Linked DNA regions of Sus scrofa: region 2 is linked to region 1. A link is a contact called in public HiChIP or PLAC-seq data. All regions are on one chromosome and are shown on one strand. Each heading gives the region's core, a stretch centred on a gene start, on an enhancer-like site or on the middle of the called end of the contact. The rest is flanking DNA. Distances are from core to core; before and after follow the strand shown.

Region 1 (3,471 bases), core at 329-2,828:
GCGCCCAGAGGAGGTATGCAAAACTAGCCTTTTCTGCCTAGGCTTTAATCTTAGAAGCAAAGCAACATCGACAGTTATGTCATTCCCTGCTTAGAACTGATTTCCTGGAATCTAGTCTCTCGTGTCATGTCAAGAATCTTAGATTATGATCTCTGGGCTATGCGTAGCATGAAATAAACAGTTTACAACCTTGGAATCCTAAATTGCCCTTTCTCCCCTGTTGTCCACTCTGCAGGCTCCCATTTACAACTGAAGTCTGCCCTCTACTGGTCACAAGCAGCCCAAACCCACACCACAAAGCCACTGAAGAGTTTGCTTCTAAAATCGTTTCTTCTCCAGGAACATTTTGGAAATTGCTACAATTTATTTAGCTAGAGAAATACAAAGAAATGACATCTTCTGAAAAGTGTTCCTCTTTAATTTTTTACTTTTTGATGTTTTTAGGCTTTTTCCTTTTATTTGACAATAGCAGAACTGGATCAGTTTCAGTTATATAGAAATATAACTTTCATTTGTGATAAATAACCATTATTATTATCACACTGCCCAGGCACTTCTGCTCCTATTGACTCATGAGTCACTAAAATGCTTTCGCATGGTAGAAATGGACAAGGGCTGTTCAAGATAGAAGGTACTACAATGTATGGGCTGTCAACCGTCCAGTAGTTTTCCAGTGGTAGTTTGTAGACTGAGTGTGAGTAAAGAAAGACCCAGAGATAGACTCTCCTCAAGCTCTGTAGGGTATCCATTTGCCCTGTTCAAAGGCTATGTGGCATCAGGCATCTGGGGATCCCAAGCAGACATGACAATCCTTTCTTTCTCTTGCTTCCACAAGGAGGGCACTCTGGCCCAGGAAGCAAATGCAGGAGAACATGAAAGGTGAGTGAGAAGGAAGCCAGAGCCTGGGGAGACCACAAGATAGTGTGAGCAAAAGGCTGAACCCATGATGAAAGGAAAAAGCTAGGGGAGGGAAGGTGGGTAAGAGAAAGAAACAGTGGACAAGGGCAGAACAGAGGACTAAAGAAGTGGCTCCATTTTTCCAAGGGCCATTGCTACTTTCTGCAATGCAGGTCACTGTAAGAATCTATTTAGTTTTTAGTTAACAAAAGAAGGGAATCCTTTCTGATGTTCCAGAGTCCTTGACAAGAGATGGTTCGGGTTTTTAGGGGAACAAGGACTCCTTTCTGTGAGCATACATCCTAGCCAGAGGTCTGGAAATCTGCCCCCTCCCTCAAGGTGATCCTCAAATACAGCCAGAGTGGGGGGCCCACTGCCCACCCCAGGGTCACCCTCCCCCAAAGGGTCTGCCTACCCCTGTCAGTCTGCTCCTCAGGGCTGCAGAAGCCTAGGATCAGGGTGGAACAGAGATCCCTGTGTCCTGATCTTGCTCTTCCCCTCCATTTCCCTCTTGCCTCCTCCCTCACCTCTGTCCCTGGTCCTCTGGACTCAAGTTCTCTCCTCCCACGTTGCCCCTCTCTGGACTTTGTGACTCAAAAACTCAAGCACTTTAGGAAAAACAGCGCTCAGTGTATTCTTAGGCGTGGGTGCTGCTGCCCCTTTAAAATCCACCATCGACAGAGTGTGGGGGTTGGGGGGAAGCGGGGAGGAAGAAAGAGAGGCAGGTCTTCTGTCTTTCTTCCCGAGATAAAGGTTATTCTTAGCAGTAAGATCGGCTTGGCATTTGGGGAGATTTGTGTTTCTCTCCTTCCCGTCCCAGGAGTTTTGCACAATGCAATTCCTCTTCTTTGTGCGGGGAAGAAGATGAACAGGGAGAAAGAGAAGGGAAAAAAGAAGGGCGCGCCATCACTGTTGCCCTCGTAGGCATTTCCCAGGACTTACTTTGGAAAGCTGGTCTAGTTGGTCAGAACTGGGCAGGAAAGTGCCCTCACTCCATCCCCAGAAGGTCAGTTTAATTCTAACGGACACTTGAAGTGAGAAGACTAAAGGCCAAATAAACTCCCTAAAGGCCTTTCCACAGCACTTTGTATGTCGCACATGTTCAGCTAGCGTTTGCTCAGCCAGTCTCCCGCTTGCACTCTTATTTGGGCTGGGTCTCCCAGGACAGACTTCGGAGAACTAGGAACTTGAGAAAATAAAAAAAAATAAAAAATAAAATAAAAAAGGAAAACGGTGGGCCAATCTCGAAGAAGACTTACGTAATCTGATCCCACTCTGGAACCAGACGGTGAGATTCTGCAGAGCCGCCAGCAGGGGGAGCTCAGGCAGTGTGTCAGAACGTCGGCACCGAAGTTGCCAGGAGCCAAAACCTCCGGATAAACAAAACAATGAATCTTTGTGGTTTCTCTTAGGTTCTTAATCCTGGGAGGCTCAATCCAGGACGGCCTGATTTTCGTCCTAGGGGAGCCAGCTAGCTTCTCCCAGAACACTAGCTGGGTCTTGGATGTCTTAATAGGTCTCTCTCTCTGTTCTTCCCTCCTCAATTGCTTTCTGTCTTCCTCTATTTTTCATCTATTTTCTCAAACTGTCTATGTATCTCTTTATGTGTATCTCCTTCTGTAATTCCCCTTTCTCTGAATCTGTGTTTCTGTCAGTGTTTCTTTCTTGTTATTTCTCTGTATGGTCCTTGGCTCACTAGCAAATGTTAATGTAAATGGGGATGAACCCACTGCAGACTGAGCTCTGAAAGATTTCAAGATCTGGCAAAAACTAACACTTAAAATAAAATGTAGAATAATTATTCTACACGGGTTCACCACTTAGCTATTGGGTCATGTCGTCTTGTTATATTTCTCCTGTCTCTGTCCTCCTAGCCTGCTGCCCTTGCATCCTGCAGTACTGCCTTGAGCATTGGTTGCTGCCAAGCTGCTGCCCACCTCCCCCTCCCATTGATCTCCAGGGGTCAATGGGACCAGCCCAACAATGTTTTTCAGGTCTTTTAGAGAAAATGCCCATACCAGAATAACTGTACCTCTAGTGACATGGTTTTCCACTTCTTAATTAAGACCCAGCCCAGAACACACTGGAACCCTTGGGACGGGGATTGAGGAGCTCCGGGTGAAAAACTGGTGAGGGACTCAGCATTGCACTCTACCTAAAACCTCTTGCCCTCCAGCATTCAGGTGTTCCACCTGGATCTGGTCTACTCTGCCAGAGTATCTTCACTCACAGTGACATTCTCTCTGGAATCTTCCTCATTGTCTGTCTCTCCAGACTGACACTTGGGGACATCTGGCTTATTATAGATTCCATATATATCTGACCCCTATAGGGGAAAGAGTTTAAATGCTTTTCCTGGACTTTTGAGCCCTGGGAATCAAATGTAACCGAATGTGTTTTAAGGTTCCAGAACATCCCATGACAGTCAAGATGCACCCCTATCTTCATACAAAAGGATGCTTTGTCTGCAGCCCACAGAGGCCAAATGAGGGCCCCGAATATGTACGGCACACAGATGGCTCCCCCAGGCAATGCTGCTCAGCAGGCACTGGCTCAGTTCCAGCCCCAAATACT
Region 2 (3,471 bases), core at 678-3,177, 110 kb after region 1:
AACTTGAGTCCTCTGCTGGGCACTGCTGCGTCTGGCAGCCAGCCCTCACTGCAGTCTCACGTGGCCGCAGATTCCCAGGCCCCAGAGCCTGATCTCTTTATTGCTCCCCGTGTTGCTGTCTTCATCTTTCCCCCTCTACTTTCTTGTCTTGCCTCTTCCTTCTCATCTCTGTCCACCATTACACAGAGGTCATCCGGAGTGTTTGGGCTGCCTTTGGGAACTGCCAAAACATGCACAGAGCACCAGGTTCACATTTCATGCAGAGAGAAAGCTGCACAAAGTCTTGATGCATTATTTTGCTTCACCCCTCTGGGACTAAGTAACATTTCCTCCTACTGAAGGACAGAAAGTAAAAATGTATCACAAACCTGTTCTCTGTCAGGCACTGAGTTAGTGCTAGTGACTCAGACACAGACCCTGTCCCCAAGGAGCTTGCAGTTTGGGGGTGGGGTGGGGAGGCAGACTGGACACGGAGGGGCTCAGAATTATCCAGCACAGTAAGGGCTAGGACAGGGCTGACAGCCTAACCTGGCACTTGGGGTTTCAGGAAGGCCTCCAAGAGGGAGTGTCCCCAAGCTGAGCCCCAACTATGAGTGGTATTAGCCAGACAACAGTGGGGAGGAGAGGGAAAGAGCCTTATCTTATCTAATTATCACAACCCACTGATGCAATTACTATAATCTTCATTTATCGGCAGAGAAGCCATGGCTTAGAGGATTCAGTTACCCCAAATCAGCCACCTAGTAAATAGTAAAGCCAGGATACAAACCCAGGACTTCAAAGGTTCACTAAATCTTATTTCCTTTTTTAAATTTTTTAAATGTTCTATTAAAGATAGTTGATTTCCCATGTTGTGCCAGTTTACCGAGTCTTATTCCTGAAAGTGACTTTGAAAACAAGCAAGGAGCTTTTCTCAAGTTAACATGGTCTCAAAAACAGCTGCCCTTTAACTTCGTGCTCTAACAGCTGTAAGTGCCTGGATCAGTACTCCAGGCCTGGTCATGGTGATTCTGGCCACGTAGACATGGGCATGGCCTCAGCTTGGCTCATGTCCAGGTGCTTCTTTGACCCACATTGAAGTATAGTTGTTCCATTAGAGCACTTGATGCGTAATGGTCAGTGACTCAGGAGATGCTTTAAGCAGTTTCTTTATCCTTCAGATGTATTTACAACTGTTCCATATTGAATAAGACCGCATTGCAGGACAGCTCTAAGACTCCAGCTAAGTGTCTGGGTTTGGTTGCTCAGACTGTCTACTGCACAAGCATGGCTGGCCAAGGGGGCAAATTGGGCTCTCTCCATCCTGTACTCTGCTTGCCAGTCTCTGTGCTCTGCTCTGGGGCTTGTCTGCCCACCCATAAGGAGGACCGCCTTTTTCCTAACTGATATGCAGAGCTCCCCAAACCCATTTTCTTGCAGATACATGATGCTTATTGGACCATGGTTGCCATTTCTCCTCTGTACATTTTGTAAATTGATATCATTCAGAGTCTTAGAAAGTTTTCATAGCAGGCCTCCATCCAAAGCCAGTTCTGTATTTTTGTGGATTTTCCTCATGGATTACCTAAAATGATACAAATGGAAATTTTTAAAATCTGTTCTTGTGCACCCACAAATGTGCTACTTTTGGCTCTTGGCCCAACTCAATCTAGTTTGGGAACTATGATTCCCCAGGGATTGAGAAAAACATTCCTAGCTTCTCCCTGATTGCTGGATTAGCACAGCTTCCCTCAGCCCACAGCTGAATTCCAGCCCCGAGGAAGAACTATCTTGGAGTGAACTCCCAGCCTGGAGCCTGTCAGAGGTTGTGTCATGTGTTTGCATTAGCTGAACAAAAAGCAGGCAGGCTTTCCGGCCTTGTTCCCCCTCCTCCCCACACCCCCCTCTGGAGAGGCCAGTTAAAGTCTAGACAGTGTCTGCTTGGCAGTGAGCCTTTTCAGCACAATCTGCACAGTTCTGCAGCTCTGACTTGGGTTGTCTCTCTTCACTCATCCCTGCCCCCTGCCCTCTTTTTCTTAGCTAGACTTCCACTGTCTCTGGGGACTGGCCTGAGCCGCACATATAAGAAGCAGGTGAATGAATTTATGAGGCTGTCAGGTCCAGCTGTCTTGAGAGGTTCAGAGTTGAGACTATACCTGCAGTGGTGGCTGAAGCTGTGGCTGAGTTTATAGAGCTCCCTGAGGTGAGCCGGCTTCCAGCAAGCCTCCTCTTGTTGCCAGAGATGGGCTGCAGTGAACCAAGGACAGATGGTAGCACCCAGGTAGCAAGCTTCATGCCATTCATGGTGGAGTGAGCTTGGACAAGTCACTGGATCCCTCATCTGCAAAACATGGGGGCTAGAGTAGGTGAGCTCTCAAACTCAGCTCTGAGGTCCTATCCATAGGAAAGGAAACAGGCATTTATTTGGGGTTGGATTGTCAAAGTAGTGTATTTAATGGAGTTAGAATATTTGATTGGCTCTTATCTTAACTGATGGCCCAAGGAGGAACAGTTTGAAAGAGAAGCTGACCCAGGAATGGGAAAAGGGAATGAGTAAAAGCAAGGGACATTCCTTGTCCCTTACTTCCTCCTACATAGATTGAGTAAAATGTAAGTGGCACCTGAACAGCCTTCATTCCCAGGAATTCCAACAGATATTTATTCTGCAGAAAGGAATCACTTGATTTTCCACTTTAGAAAGCAGCTCCTGCACAACACTGGGCAAGGAAGGAAGGATGCTGGGTCCTCTTGGGGTTGAGCAAAGAATCTTTTTAAAAAAGAAAAAAGAAAGAAAGCATCCCAAAAATTCCCAAGTATGCAACTTGAGCTTTTATCGACCTTCTAAAAACACCCAAACACAAGACTTTCCTCTGACTTTTGTAAATGCTCACATTTTCTTTTCAAAATAATGATTTAGTATTCAAGTGGCTTTCAAAAATAGTTGTCTGAAAATGTTGCCTGGACCCTAATTTTGTTTTCCGGAACCTTTCTTGCCTTCTCAACATGTTGCCTGGCCCATGACCAGGATCCTGGGTTTCCTCAAAAGGAACTGATGAAGTTCCTGCCCTGGTCCCTAAGCCCTCTCTAAATCAGTGCAGGGCTCTTGTTACAGCTGAGGGCACTGCTCTTTGGCCTTTGAAAACTCAGTGGTGAAATCAAGTGACTTGAAATGGTGAGCGCAGGAAGGAAGCAGAGGCCAATGGACGTGTTTTAGTCCTGCTTAAAAATGCTCAGTACCTTGGAGTTCCTGCTGTGTCACAGTGGGTTAAGGACCCAGCATTGTCTCTGAAGCGGCTTGGGTCACTGCTGAGGTGCGGGTTTGAGCTCCAGCCCAGCTCAGTGGATTAAGGAGCCGGTGTTGCTACAGCTATGGTTTTGGTTGGACCTGCAGCTTAGATTCCATCCCTGGAATGCTACAGGTGCGGCCAGGGGGAGAAAAAATGCTCAGTACCTTAGCTGCACTCTGGTTCTAGAATCCCTCTAGACAATAAC

Evidence for each region. HiChIP or PLAC-seq counts read pairs in DNA pulled down with a chosen protein or histone mark.
Region 2: a contact with region 1 is called in an H3K27ac HiChIP or PLAC-seq map of skeletal muscle. The contact joins two enhancer-like sites. A contact is called at or near these places in 16 of 47 Hi-C or Micro-C datasets (adipocytes, alveolar macrophages, brain and 10 more) and 2 of 2 datasets of contacts at active chromatin or transcription factors (alveolar macrophages and skeletal muscle).

Annotation. Positions count from the first base shown.
Region 1 is chr13:139,749,568-139,753,038 of Sscrofa11.1, forward strand. LOC102162379 (a long non-coding RNA gene) reads left to right here. Exons shown (of 5, transcript XR_001303087.2): 4 at 1-13; 5 at 236-2,987. Among named protein-coding and RNA genes, the nearest start is that of NDUFB4, 21 kb to the left of the region's middle. Within about 2 kb of position 1,579, at least 50 of the 83 cell types and tissues checked have an H3K27ac peak or open chromatin away from gene starts, as enhancers often do. A contact at or near this core is called in alveolar macrophages, fetal liver, fetal skeletal muscle and 4 more, where this site is marked.
Region 2 is chr13:139,858,609-139,862,079 of Sscrofa11.1, forward strand. The region is part of intron 2 of FSTL1 (follistatin-related protein 1); the gene reads left to right. LOC110256418 (a long non-coding RNA gene) reads right to left here. Exons shown (of 3, transcript XR_002337887.1): 2 at 2,136-2,320; 3 at 1,482-1,564. Among named protein-coding and RNA genes, the nearest start is that of FSTL1, 13 kb to the left of the region's middle. Within about 2 kb of position 1,928, at least 42 of the 83 cell types and tissues checked have an H3K27ac peak or open chromatin away from gene starts, as enhancers often do. A contact at or near this core is called in alveolar macrophages, fetal liver, fetal skeletal muscle and 4 more, where this site is marked.